2 separate regions of the Ovis aries genome follow, and region 1 is linked to region 2. A link is a contact called in public Hi-C data. All regions are on one chromosome and are shown on one strand. The core of a region is the stretch at or near the end of the contact, and the rest is flanking DNA. Distances in the headings are between cores, read along the strand shown. Region 1 has its middle 17 kb from the start of CHRNA1. Region 2 overlaps CHN1 (chimerin 1).

Region 1 (7,289 bases), core at 2,643-5,142, 230 kb after region 2:
AGGCCATCTTGTCGCCATTTTAACACATTTGTTTTCTGCCTGAAGCAGCCGGAATTGGTTTCTGTTGCTTATGGGCGGACGAGAGTCCCAGCTGACTCCCCAGCCCTCTGGGCGACTTCCCTGGTGGCTCAGAGGTTAAAGCGTCTGCCTCCAATGAGGGAGACCCGGGTTCAATCCCTGGAGAAGGAAATGGCAATCCACTCCAGTATTCTTGCCTGGAGAATCCCATGGACGGAGAAGCCTAGTAGGTTACAGTCCACGGGGTCGCAAAGAGTCGGACACAACTGAGCGACTTCACCTCACCTCCACCCCACTTCTTTCCAAATGCCCTCTGCTGCCCGAGGCCAGGGTAGACCCACTCCATGGAGACAAATCAAGCACAGCACAAGTCAAATTAAAAGCAGAAAGCCTCCAAATCTGGCGCCTGCCCACCGTCCTACCGACAGCCGGGCTTCCTCCAAGCCACCGGCGGTGGAGGGCGCCTGGGACGAGACCACCAATCATGGTAAACTTCCAGAGAAGCTCCACGTCAGCCTCCTGCATGGCTGCTGGACCAGTCGATTTGAGCTCAGACTTTATTTTTTGCGGCTCCAAAATCACTGCAGATGGTGACTGCAGCCATGAAATTAAAAGACGCTTACTCCTTGGAAGAAAAGTTAGGACCAACCTAGACAGCATATTAAAAAGCAGAGACATTACTTTGCCAACTAAGGTCCATCTAGTCAAGGCTATGGTTTTCCAGTGGTCATGTATGGATGTGAGAGTTGGACTGTGAAGAAGGCTGAACGCCGAAGAATTGATGCTTTTGAACTGTGGTGTTGGAGAAGACTCTTGAGAGTCCCTTGGACTGCAAGGACATCCAACCAGTCCATTCTGAAGGAGATCAACCCTGGGATTTCTTTGGAAGGAATGATGCTAAAGCTGAAACTCCAGTACTTTGGCCACCTCATGCGAAGAGCTGACTCATTGGAAAAGACTTTGATGCTGGGAGGGATTGGGGGCAGGAGGTAAAGGGGACGCCAGAGGATGAGATGGCTGGATGACATCACTGACTCGATGGACGTGAGTCTGAGTGAACTCCGGGAGATGGTGATGGACAGGGAGGCCTGGCGTGCTGTGATTCATGGGGTCGCAAAGAGTCGGACACGACTGAGCGACTGAACTGAACTGAACTTTAGTCACAAAGTTATTTCCAAACAGGACTTTTATTACTAGAAGCAAGGTGCGGGGAGCTTAGCAGCCTCTTCCAGCTTCCAATCCACATCGCAATGATTAACAATCACCATCATCCCATCCTAATAACAATTCTAAAGCTAGGCAAGTATTTCCTTTGGTCTTGCCCTTTTGCATTAATATTTTTCTCTTTGCACATGCTTTGAGCACCTGCCTGCCGGTGTTAGTTATTTAAAGTGAAATAGGGGTGGGCCAGAACATCCTTCCAAACCTTGAAATTATGTGTTTGCTTCAGCTCTCAGCAGTCAGAATGGATGCTTCCTTAGTCCTTGGGAGAAGGGTCAGATCACAAGAAACAAAGGGTCTCTTAAATCTATCCAGATTGGTGGGGAGCGAGCTGGGGAGGGGACAGAGGGTCTCTACATGAATTAAGATCTGGATGACTCCTTTTGCATATCTCTGGCCTCTCAAACCCAAAGGCCTTGAGCAGACAGAGGCCTATCTCTGATGGTTAATCCCTGAAGGTTGTGTAACTCACCCACAAAGGGTGGGCTCTGAAATCAGTGGAACATGTTGGCTCTGCGAGAACCCAGCCCCCTTGTGGTACCTGGATCCCACCTTCCTGACAACAGGGAGGTGTGTCACTGTTCCACAGGGCTGATTAGCTGTAGAACATGCTATTTCCAGGTTCCCAGCATTCACTGGGGTTCACTGCTGCTAATTGGCAGTGGTGACATCGAGAAAAGGTTTTGTAGTCAATTATGTTCTCCTGGAACACACAGGAAGGGGTTGTCCTGTCAACACTAAGGAGTCTCTACCTTAATAAGCTGCCCCAGACAAAGGCACAAAAGGACATTACTGTCCCTGAGTACCTATCTGTGGTGGCTTCTGTTGAACAGGAAGTGGGGCCCTCTCTGGGCACTGCTCAGCCTGGCTCTACTGAACGTTCAAGTCGTCTGCTGCCCAGGGAACACATCTGAATGGGATGTAAAGTGCCCTACAGCCGTTTTTAAAAAAATCCTCTCCAAGGAAATGAAATGCACAAATGCTCTTGCAGTGGCCTGTTGAGAAGGGCTTGGAGTAACTGCACCAAAGCCAAGAAGTAGACCCTGACAGTCCCCACTGTCCCCATAAGCCAGCCACATAGCACGTACCTGGAGAAAGAGAAGTGGAATTCTTCCTGTAAGGTTATTTCTGGTCCAGAACAGATCATTCTTCAAATGTTCTAACATCCTGAGTGTGGGTGGAAGCGATGCTTACTTATGTCTTATGGAAAAGATGGCCTGTTTACCGAAGACTCCTCTAGCTGACTGGGGTGGTTGCAGGAAGGGCCAGCAGCCACTCAGGGGAAAACAGGAAAGCCTGGGCTTTGTTATTCTTTTTTTCAATTTGATTTTTGGTGGGTCAATGTCTGCCACTTTTTTAGAATCCTGGGGGTTTCCAAACCTCTGCCCTGAAAGCCTGGAGGCACTTATGTTCACAGGGAAAGCTCCACATTGACAGCTCAGAAACAGGCCAGCAAGGCTGGGAGTGGCTGCAGGAAGCAGGCAGGCCCCTGGGAACAGCGGGGAGCCCCGGGGCGGGGGTGACCTTCTGAGGAGGTGGCTCCAGTCACTGGCAGCGGTGGGAGCGAGCCAGGCTGCGGGCGGTCTGTGGTCAGAAGGGATTCGGTGCAGGGGACGCGGTGCCGGACCAGCCAGGCCTGAGGTCGGCCTGCATCAGCCTCTGGGATCCCATGACCGGCATGAGACGCGATGCATTGTGGCCTAACCACTTCTGCTGTGGGAACTGGAACTGCCCGTTTCCTGCCTTTCATCTTGACATGTTGGGGATGAGTACGTCAAAATAAGCAGACCACGGCACTGGCTCCGGGGCGTGGGCGGCGGGGGGTGCTCTGCAGCCTGACAGCGACACTGGAAACCTGGGGGCATGCTGTTCCAGCAACACCTGCCCTCACCTGACCAAGCCATCCTTCTGCTGGCCGTGGACGGCGATGCTAGTCAGACAAGGCACGCGGCCCGGGAGGGGACTTAGGTTGTGGTTGTCAGAGCCAGACTGCTAGTTCTGGTCCTCTCTGGCTGATGCTGGGAACGCTTCACTGTGGAATTTTATCATTAACTGGAGAACATCAGGCCCTCCCTTGATCTCCTGCCAGAGTGGATTTTTGGAAAGGAGCCTGGCTTTGAAAAGGCGAATTCAGAGAGCATAAAGGCAGCAAGCATGAATGCAGCAAGCATAACTTTAGGGAAATGAAACTTTTTTTTTTTTTTAGATCAAACATATCAGAATGTTTGCTCCCATACAAGTGTCCTTGTATCATCATCTTGGGGGTGGCAGGGATTGAGGACAGGGTATGTATGCATCCCATTCTAATCCAGGTGGAAGGGTTACTTTGTTGATGAGTGAGAAAATTTAGGACCCACTAAATTTGTAGAGGCCAGTGCTATCAGGATAGTCTGAATTTTCTCCCTAATTCTTTTGTCCAGCTCCCTTCTCCATACCCCATATCTTCACCCTCTCTCTGCTCACAGCCAGTCACCAAGGCTGATTTCCTTCAGCCTCTCAACCTTGAAATCATGGGTCTTCCTCCCTGATACCACGGCCCTTTCCCACATCTCCAGGAAGCTCCCTGGTGCGTATCCCTTGGGTCTCTAACAGTACCCTCTAGTTCCCTAAACCTGCTTCCTAGTTCTTCCCTAGAGTTAAGCTGACCCAATTCCCTGCTTCTCACTTTCTTAGCTCAGTTCCTCTAAATCCTTTGCCCTCCCTAAGCCATTGAGGAGGAGGCTGAATCTCTGCCTTCATCTCAGGGATGAACTTCCACTTGCAAAGTCTTCATGCTTATGATACTAGAGAGAGAACTTTGGTTTAGGATGAAAAGGGATACACGAAGCTTGTGCAGCTAGGAGGGTGTGGATGTCTATCACAGAGCCCGACCCTGGAAACACACCCCTAAGGTGAACATTCTGATAAATGTACAAGATCCTTCTTGACCAACGTGCTAATGAATCACCAAAATAGAAATGAATATGGAAGCACAGTCCTCCAAATTTATTCTCTAGAAAACACAAACCAAGATCAGTCTCTGAGAAATTACTTTTTAAGAGGTTGTGCAAGAAAGTCTCTCTGAGAAGGGTCAGACCCTGAACCTTAATCCAGAATTAATTGAATTGGGCCTGGAACTGGCCTGACTGTAACCAAAGACTCTCACAGTCAGATTTCCAATAAGTGCTCCCCTCGGTTGCATTTCTTCCTGCCCCAAATACACCCTGAATGCCCTCTGAGCAGGAGAGAGGAGGAGAGGCCAGGTGAGCAGCAGCAGTTGTGTGCGCAGCAGTCCAGGACCAGGTCATCCTGGGATCCCTCCACCCATCAGCAGCCACGTGCCCAGAAAGGCTTCTTGTTCTTGCCTGGGCTCCCGGGGGTTTCTAAGGGCAGGAAAGGGGATGGACCCCTGGGGATGGGGCTGCTTGCACTGCTGCATAAGTCTTCACAAGCAAGACACAACACTCCATGCTACCTCCAGTTCTCTGACTCCACATCCCCAGCACCAGCCAAAGCTGCCTTTGTCTTTCTTGAAACAAATAACAACCATCGTACAGCTAAATTTCACCAAAATGAGTTCACATACTTCTGAAAAAAATGTATAGGAAAAGAGAGAGAAGGATCGGTCTGCACAAAATTGGCACAAACATTTTGTGAATCTGAGAAGAAAGCAAACTGGCTTATCCCCCTGACATTTTGCACAGATTGGCAGGAGGGGATAAAGGCTTTGCAGGGTATTTAGTTGGAAGGCTGGATATCTGGAACTGTGTGGAATTTGCCCGTATTCCAGTGGGACACGTGCCCTCTGAAGAGCACTGTCCTCAGTCTCTGGGGGAGGTTAGAGCCTCACAGGCGTTTCCGTCACCTTGCTGTGACGTCCCCCACAGTCCTGCTTCTCCAATGTGCCTGCAGGTGGCGCTGTAGCCGCAAAGGAGGATGAGCGCGCCCCCAGGGACTGCTCAAAGGGGCCGAAATAGCACCCATCTTCTCTGAGATCTTCCCAGTCGTGTGAATTTTGCATTCCTATTTATTTTCACAGAGAAATCAGGCTATAGACGATTCAGTCCTTATTCCTGGGAATGGATCACACAAGACAGGAAGTTGAAGCTTGGGCCAGGGTCAAGGGCCGGAAGTGAGCAGGCCCCGCTGCCCATAATGCAGTAGACGGGTGAGGGGAAGGGTACCACGGGGTCATGCTACGGATGGTCCCCATCCAAGGTGGGGACTCCGGAGTTGGGAGGTGCTGTGCAGGTCTGGGAGAGCAAGGGGGCCAGTTCTTGGAGGATGTCAGGTGCCCATGGCAGGCCTCGCTGAGGTGAGAGGGAACTTCTCTAATGGCTCTGGCCACTCCCAGCTGGTCCAGGTTTTCCAGGATCTCACAGAACAGAATGGTCCTCTCCTTCCAGCAGTCTTAGAGTTCCCGCCAATGACAGGAGACCGGAGGAGCCAGCTTTGGGCTGCCTCACCTGGGGGCCAGGAGGGACCTTGGCCCATCACGCTCCCAGGAAAAAATGGCGTCAGATTTTTCTCCATGTCACCGGTTGGTTCCCGGCTGGAGCTCTGACAGCTAAACAGACACACTTCTTGGTTTACAGGTTGTTATTCTCTCACTGCAAGTATCAGCCAATATTGAGTTTTTAATTATAGTCAATGCATAATTTTACTTGCTTCACAGCAAATTAAATAAAGAACTGGCAGCACATTAAATAAATGGTTAAATTGATCACTTTTGTTTTCTCCAAGTCTTCAAGTGAAACTGAAGCTCCGGGCAGATGTGTCTATCTAGGAACTCCAGACTCTCCAAGGGACTACTGCTGTGCCCAGAGCTGTGACAAAGCTAAGCTACTGCCACCGATACAAGGAGTCAGGGCACACAGAAGGGATACACTGATATTGGCAATTTAAATAGCACCGGTCACACCCATACAGTAAGCTAAAATACTTAAAATCAGTGAAACTGAGTCTCCCTAAAACCTAGTTTCCTTGCTGAGTTTATGATTAATCTCTTTATCCAAAACTTTATTCTCTTCCCCGCCCCCTCGCTCCCACCCACCCAACCTCAATCCCGTGCTAACTGCACACTAATGCACTAGAGTCAGATGACTGAAACTGTTGTTGTTGATAACATAATTGATAATATAATTGGTTGTTTCTCCAGGGCAAGGTGAGCTAACAGACACACACCCACACCTACCACCCTTGTCATGGAGTGCCAGACCAGCAACATATATCTTAGGCATCCTGACTCCCAAGACTATGATTAAGAAATGTCACAAGGCGATGATTAACCCCAGCTTCTTTGTTCCTCCCCTTTAAGAAAACCTGGTAGGATGCTTGTCTCCAATCCCTTGCGTGGAGCCCTGACATAAACGCTGACTTTGCCACAAACACCCACGGTCAAAGTTTGGCTTTCTGCACTGCGGGCCCACAAGCCCTTCTCAGTTCCAGCAATATGGCAAATGAGAGTGCTGGTCTGAATAAAAGTCAGTCTTGGCTTGCCACTCTTTAAAAGTCTAGGCAAATCCTTATGTTGCTGACACACATGTTTTAATTTGTTGAAAGATCTCTAGAACAAAAAGAGAAGGTAAAACTTCATAAATATTCAAGCACATCTATACTCTTTCCCACTGAACTGCAGAATGCTAAATAATTCTGTCAGTTGTTCAGTAACATTAAAACCCCATCCTTCTAATCTGTAATTAGCTAAGTGGTCCCAAGACCAAATTACATAGTACTTAAGAGCACAATGAAGATGAGACTGTAGAGAGGATCACAGCTGATTGCTGCACTTGGCAAGTTTACCCTGCAGGTCTGCAGGCTTTCACTAAAGAAACTCCCTCATGCATTTATGACTTTATAAGTGTTTGGACTAAACTAGAGCATGCTTGGATTAGTCCCATGGGCAGAATCCTCAGAGGATAGTCCACTGATGTATCAGAAACCTTTACTGAATTCTCTGTGATCTTTGCCAGATTTTTACCCCAAAGGATTCAAAAGGCTTTACTCATTTTGGAAAAGGGGCTGACCTCAAGATTAGTAGCTGTTTGATATTTGACTTTTTAGTGATATTC
Region 2 (7,429 bases), core at 4,606-7,105:
TATCAAATATGCATTACTTAGTAGAAGTATTTTTTAAGTGTGAACTTTTTTGGTCTAGAGTTAAACTTTAATGAACTCTTTACTCACAGTTGATACTTTCTTTTGAAGAAGCATTTATCTTACACTGTTGTAGCTAGTACATTGCGGTAAGACCTACTGTAGGAAATTCTCTTTTAAACTATTTTTGACTAAATTCATTTACCTTTCTAAAGAGATAGTCTGCATTTTCATGGTTTGTTTTCAAAGATATAATTTACAAATCAGTGACTTTTAAAAGACTGGCATTCTTAATGAATAAAATGGATAAATTGGGGAGACATGGAGTATATGATGAGGCTCCTTTGAATGAATTCCTAAATTATTAAATCTTTATCTACTAAAGGGGGGGGGAGAAAAGGAAAAGCATGGAATTTGACCTCTTGAGGAAGGTGAAAGAAACCACTCCCACCTCTCAGGATGAATAAAGTGTCTTTAAAGTTTTAAAGTCATCTTGTGGGAAAATAGAATTTGGTTTAAAAATCCATTTGGTTACAATTTTTAAGTATTTCTCTGTTGTAAAGCAAAGTATATCTCTGTGCAGAGGCTATTTTCTCAGTAATGATAGAGCAACAGTTGATCTCAAGTGTAGTTGGACACCACTCATCATTTTGTTTAAAATGTAGATTCTTTTGTCCAGAGACCCACAGAATCTGCACTTTTAGAGGAACTCCCTTGTGATTCTTACACGTTAAAGTTTGAGAACGGTTATATTAATGATAAATAGATTGGCTCAGACTTGCTCAGTTCAAAATAGTTCTTTGAATATGCTAAGAGCGGTCTCCAAGGGTTAGAAGAAATTGATTTTATTTTAGACATTACTACTTTTTAATTAATTGGTCTTAGAAGTGCCTCATATCTCTTCTTAATAACCAACTTAAAACTGAGGAACAATGAAATGAAGTTCTATGAGATGGTGAAGAGAAGCTAGGAACAAAACGTTAGACAAGTGTGACCTTCTGATCATCACGGTCAGAGTTCCATAGAGTTTCTTCCTAAGCTTCCTGGAAGTGACCCCTGCCAGGACACTGTCTTGTGTATATTGGGTGTGTTAGTTGGTTAAGCAGTTAAGGCTGTTTGGGCTACTGTAGTAAAATGGCAACAAAACCTGGGTGGCTTCCTCAACAGTCATTTATTTCTCACAGTGTTGGAAGCTGGGAAGTCTGAGACCACGGTGTCGTTTGGCTTACTTCCTCATAAGGGCCCCCTTTCTGGCTTGCAGATATCCATCTTCTTGCTGTGTCCTTACATGATGGAGAGAGAGGGAAAGCAGCTTTCTGGTCTCTTCTTATAAGGGCACTAATCCCATCATGAGGACCCCACCTTCCTGACTTCATCTAATCCTAAGTACCTTCCAAAGGTCCATCTCCAAATACCATCACGTTGCAGGTTAGGGCTTCAGCATGTGAACTTTTTGGGAGGACACAGTTAAGTGCATAGCAGCCAGCAATAGAGTCTTCGTGTTTTTGCTTTATGTTTTACATTTCCATCCAGGTTTTTTTTTTTTTTTTTTAATAATTGTAAAGAATGTTCTTTTTATAGGAAAAACTTTTAGTGAAAGTCAGATTAATTTTTTAAAAAGGGAGCCTCTAAAATTACCCAATATATTTTTTACATTTATAGACATTTTTTTCACCCAAGTGTGTTATAGGAACTTAGTAAAGTACCTGTCAAATTAAGCTGAAGAGTGAAGACTGTCTTATATACTGTCTTCACTGTTAATCACCTTTGCTGCTTAAAAGGACATTTTCAGTGCAAATTTCCTTTTTACTCTAGGATGGAAGAACCAGATCCCAGTTCTTCATCTTTCAAATGAGCCAGTGATCAGCATAAATACAAATAATTTTTAAATCCTCAAAACTCTCCAAATATGGTTCATATTCTGGTCACTCACCTTTCCTTCCTGGTTTGACAAGCATCTCTAGCAGCGTGCAGGAAACATGTGCCCTGTGTTAGAGCCGACATTCCAGAACTATAGTGTTTGCACCTAGCTACCTAATTCCGTGTGGGCTTTGTTAGAACTTCCCTGGCAGAGAAGTCCATGTTGTCCGACAATTGCTGGGCTAGAGGGAAAGTCTCAGATCATCTAGTTCAGGATTTGGGGGCTGAGGTGCCAGCCAGAATATCCTGATTTGCTGCACTCGTACAGCCCTAGTTGATAGAACTGGGGGAAAAACATCCTGTCAGGTCATCACTTGGCAGGAATTTCTGTCATTTGTAGCTAAATGGAGCTCTGGTTTATAGCCCAGGACAGCTGGTGAGATTGGGAACTCAGTTATAATTCAGCTGTGCTAAGCTAGCCAAACCTGAATAACTCTCTGGGTGGAATTGGCTCTGGCGTTGCCCCTGCTCGCCCCATCCCCCTTTTTTCTTCTTACCATGTAGTCACCATCATCACTGCCGTCGATCACTTCTGATATTTAGGATTTCTCTGGACTTTCTTATATTCTTTCCTCAGTCTGTCCTACCCCCATGGAAGCCCTTCATTATGCTGCTTTATTTGGCATCGTTCACTATCCTGACAACACCTGTCTGTGGGTATCTTTTCAGAGAGGCTTTGGAGCAGTTAAATAGGGATGGAGTATTCTTTGTGATACAGTTAGGAAATTTTCTGACTTCCACGGCTGTCCTGGCAGACAACTGCACACTTTCAGTATGATTTATTTGACCAAAAGCTCATTTTATAGGACACGTCCACTTGAGTATACTCTCTGTTGCCATTTTAATTGTTCAGATATTCTCATCAAAGAGTATGAGAAGCAGCAGGGTGGTCTGATGTTGAAAGCCCAGCTACTTTTCTTAGAATCTGTCATCTTTTTAACTGTCATTAAAATCACCATCCTTATTTAAATGCTTGTCCATATTCTTTCTTTTACTGGTGTCAGAAGCCTAAAGTCTCAGCTTAAAATGTTTTCTTTTAATGTTTGGAGACTTGGTACCATGTAAGAGAGATAAAATTATTATAGTTGTTATAACTCTGATAGTCACCATCTGTGTACAGTGTAAGAGGAATATTGGTGGATGCCATCTTGAGTCACATCTGTCCCTGAAATAACCATCCTGTAAGCATTCTAATTTTAGAAGATAGTGATAAGTATAATGACAAATTTTTAATGTATTTATTAAGAGTTTTAGTTTCTTTTAGATCAGTATTTCTCAACTTTTTTTTTAAGTCACCTTCTGTAAGAAGTCTTTCACACAGTTTTTTGTAATTGATCTCTCTGTGAAACTTTAATACCAAGATTCTGTTTATGGACTGTGTGTATATTCGCTCTATGTGTAAAGAGAGTAATTTTTCTTCGACCCCTGGAAGCCAAGTTTTGCTCCCTTGAGGGCAGTCTTACCCCCACTGAGAATACATGTTTGAGACTAATCTAAAGCAATCATAAGATAATTAGAAAAATATTGTTTTATATATCACATCATTCTGAAGGAGTGACATAGATATAATAAGTTTTGCATTTTTTCACCAGATGGGTTTAACCTAAGTTTTAACAGTGTGCTTCATCTTGAGAGCAGCCATAACACAGAGTTCCTTGATTGGTCTGGGGTATGTGTAGCTTTTCTCAAAGTCCGTCCAGTAATAGTAATAGCCCCTGATCATGGGGAATTGGTGTTTTCTCAGTTTTATAAGATCAGTAACAGTACCTTTAAAACACTTTTTGAAATCTGTAATATATAAAATAAAGGGGCTTCCCCGGTGGCTCAGATGGTAAAGAATCTGCCTGCAGTGCAGGAGACCCAGGTTCCATCCCTGGGTCAGGAAGATGCCCTAGAGAAGGAAATGGCTACCCACTCCAGTATTCTTGCCTGGAGAATTCCATGGACAGAAGATCTTGAAGGCTACAGTGTATAGGGTTGCAAAGAGTTGGACATAACTGAGCAACTTTCACACTCACAATAAACTAAATGAAATCACTGTACTTAATTTTTAACCCAATGCAAGACAAATTCTCAAGCCTGGCCTTACAACCTGTTACTGGTCGCAAATCATTCTTCCATAGGAAATGATTCCTGCAAACTTTGATTTTTTAATATATTAATATAATCCTGCTGTACTTAAAATAGCAGAGTAGGAAAACTAAGAAAGCAGAACGATGTGACCATATTTTACATTGGAAAATGATTTAAAAAAGAATCATGTCTGACAAAATAAAGTTACAAATATGTATTCCTAATTTAGCTCCTTATACTTAAAAAGAAGGATGAGTACCTTGTGAATATCCTGAAAAGCATTGCTTTGTATAGTCTAAAGGGTGAATTTTATGGTATGTGGATTATATCTCAATGTAAGATTGTATTAATAAAATTGTGGGAGGAGGATAGGAAATCAGAATGAATGGAAGGAAAATTCACTTCAGTTAAACTGTAAAAGCCAGAAAGGACTATTTTTAAAAGAGTGGTTTTATATTCAGGAACCTTTAGAACTGTCCATGTTTTTAGAAAGTCTTTTTTTCCTTTTATTCCCCAAGGAACAAAAAACCAAAACTGGTAAGTTAAAATACCCTACCTGTTTTGAATGGTTGTTTTAAATTTAGAAAAGCAGACACTTCTTGAAAAGAGTTACTGCTGACAGTGAGGCAGTTTGGGGGAGAAGGGGAGATGAGTCAGGCCCGGCCTGCTGCCAGCTGATGGTGGTGTGGGGCCACCTCGTTGTGTTACCCAGCTGCTCTGAAAGTGGTTCCTTTCCCTTTCCACTCTGACCTCTTACCTTATATATTTCATGGTGTAAAGCAAACAGAAAAAGGGTGTTATTTGAGGAATACATTATCTTGCTGGAATAGATAGATCTTTCTGACCACAAATTTGACATTTCGAAAACAGAATGGATCCTCTTCTTTAAACTGCTAAACTTGCCTGATTTTCCCATTTCTGCGATTAGCACATAGCTTCAGCCCTTATTCTTTCTGTCTTGTACCTCTTCTACAGAAGTTTGTTTTTCAGGTCCTTAATGGCCGTGACGTTACTTTGTCAGAGGTGCTTTTTAGGATTTGAAATTGCTTGTACTAGGTGGGAAAGACGGCAGATAGGTAGCTGTGCATTTAAGGGATATGTAAATATCTGCCTGACTGAAATACTTTTCCCTGCAGGCCTTTTATGGTGAATAAATTTTACACCATTATATTAAAATTAAAGCATGATTTTTTTAGTATATTACCTGTTAAGGAATAGCATGCTAAATATAGACGCCTATCATATGCATGGAAGAAAGATTTTAATTTATGGACTGAAGATCTTAAAGTAGTAAGACAAGCAAGCATTTTGACTGAGGGAACTACACTGTAAGAGAAAAGAAAGTGCAGAAGCGTTTGTCTGGAGAGTGGGGCATTACTAAGAGGGACCCATGTTGTAGGTGGTGGTGTGAATAAAAGCTCAGGACATCTGGCATGAGGGAGAAGGAGTGGACGGTAGAGCGGGAGAAGGGAGCAGAAACAGGAACGTACTCTTTCATGATTTTCCTGAGGAGTAGCTCTGAGGCCTGGGGTGTGTTTTCCTGTTCAGTGATTTGTTTACTCATGTTTGATGAATCGAGAGCCTAATATGTGCCAGGTATTTATTAGTTCCTGTCCTCAAGGAAATTATATTTGCAGTTGAGGGCGCAGAGGAAAATGTATAATGTGCCAGAGGGCTCAGGCTGTGAAGAAAAATGAAGCAGAGTGAAGAGGATGGGGCAAGCTGTGGTCAGGGAAAGCCTCACGGCAGAGGTGGGTTTTGAGCAGAGACTTGAAGGAAATAAGGGAAAGAGTTACATGAAGATGGGGAATCGCCTCATGGAACAGGCTTTAATCCAGGGATGTGCTTAGCCATTTTGAGAAACAGGAAGAAAGGCAGCGTGGCTGGAGCAGAGTGAGCCAGCCGAAGTGCTGGCAGGTGAGGGCAGAGAGGCATCTGGTGGGCGAGGGTTGCTGGGGTCACAGATTATGAGGGCCCTGTCGGTACACCTCAGCGAGGACTTCAGATTTCACTCAGAGTGAAATCAAAAGCCTGTAGTGGATACTTCCATAGCATGTGGTGTGGAGGAAAAGGCTTAGATTTTGAAGTAAGAGCTGCCTTGAATCCTTTCCCTGCCAAGTGTCAGCTAGATGTCCCAGTCTCATTTTTCCGTATATCTCAACAGGAGCTATTAGTTTCCTGCAGAAATAAATGAGATCATGTATCTAAGATTCTTAATACAGTCATTGACGATACGTAGTAGCTAATTTTGTCACTTACTGTAAATACTAGCAAAGATCCAAGATATCAGCAGAGTTTCTCCATTTGTTTATTTCACAAGTCTGTCAACCCACTTGAAAAAGTGGTTCTGCAGTATTTCTGCTTGTGTGTGTGGTTAAATACTTGCCACAGGCCACTGTAGACTTTGTCTGAGAATGCTTGAGACCTGGATCAGTGAGGTATGGTGATGACCAGATAGACTTCTGATAGTGCTGGACGCTTGGTGCTTTCTAGTGTGCTCTAAAAATGTAAAAAAAACAAAAACAACACTGGCCAACAGGCAATGCTTACTTCTCCTTTGGGAGGTCATCCAGAATATAATCAGATCTAGCCTCAGTCCTCATGGCACTTAAAGGTATCAAGGAGTGTAAGCTCAGTGGCTGGCACATAGTAGGTGCTCAGTCCAAATTTATTGAGTGACTAAATGAATGCAGAACAAACATGTAATAATGGACTGTTACTCTGTATACTTAGCTGTGAACAACCTTGTGTGCACGCACAGTCATGTCTGACTCTTTGCAGCCCCATGGACTGTGGCTCACTGGGCTCCTCTTGTCCATGGGATTCTTCAGGCAAGAATTCTAGGGCAGAGTTGCCATTTCTTCCTCCAGTGATCTTCCTGACCCAGGGATTGAACCCATGTCTCTTGTGTCTCCTGCATTGGCAGGTGGATTCTTTACCACTGAGCCACTCGAGAGCCTTGACTCAGTTTAAACATTTCTGTTTTTTCCTCCTTTATTATTTTGGGTTATTCATATTATATTAGAGTCCATAACTGGAAACTCAGACTTGCTTTTTAGAAATTTATTCAGTTCAGTTCAGTCGCGTCCGACTCTTTTTGTGACCCCATGAACTGCAGCACGCCAGGCCTCCCTGTCCATCACCAACTCCCAGAGTTTACCCAAACTCATGTCCATTTGCTTCTCTACCTGAAATCCTCTAGTGAGCCGTCATCACCATTAAGTCCAAATTCCCTACCTGTTTGGTTTTGTCTCTCATCACCTCCTCAGAGGTTGTGTTTCAGGCATACTGAACAACTTGGAAGTTTCCAGAAGGGATTGTACCCAGTGTGGCTGTGGCATCATTTTACAAGCCTTTCGTTGCCTTAACTCCCTTCTACACATTTTGCAAAACTCACCTTGAATAATCTTCTCTTTTAAGAGGTTTTTATGACTTAGTA

Evidence for each region. Hi-C and Micro-C count contacts between places; a contact is called where the count stands out from the background.
Region 1: a Hi-C map of mixed tissues shows a contact between it and region 2, with 3 times the contacts expected there. The contact joins two enhancer-like sites. A contact is called at or near these places in 10 of 16 Hi-C or Micro-C datasets (hypothalamus, liver, mesenteric adipose tissue and 6 more).

The regions. Positions count from the first base shown.
Region 1 is chr2:135,304,814-135,312,102 of ARS-UI_Ramb_v3.0, forward strand. No RefSeq gene overlaps it. Among named protein-coding and RNA genes, the nearest start is that of CHRNA1, 17 kb to the right of the region's middle. Within about 2 kb of position 3,893, at least 4 of the 54 cell types and tissues checked have an H3K27ac peak or open chromatin away from gene starts, as enhancers often do.
Region 2 is chr2:135,070,851-135,078,279 of ARS-UI_Ramb_v3.0, forward strand. All of the region lies in intron 2 of CHN1 (chimerin 1), which reads left to right. Among named protein-coding and RNA genes, the nearest start is that of CHN1, 5.5 kb to the left of the region's middle. Within about 2 kb of position 5,856, at least 4 of the 54 cell types and tissues checked have an H3K27ac peak or open chromatin away from gene starts, as enhancers often do.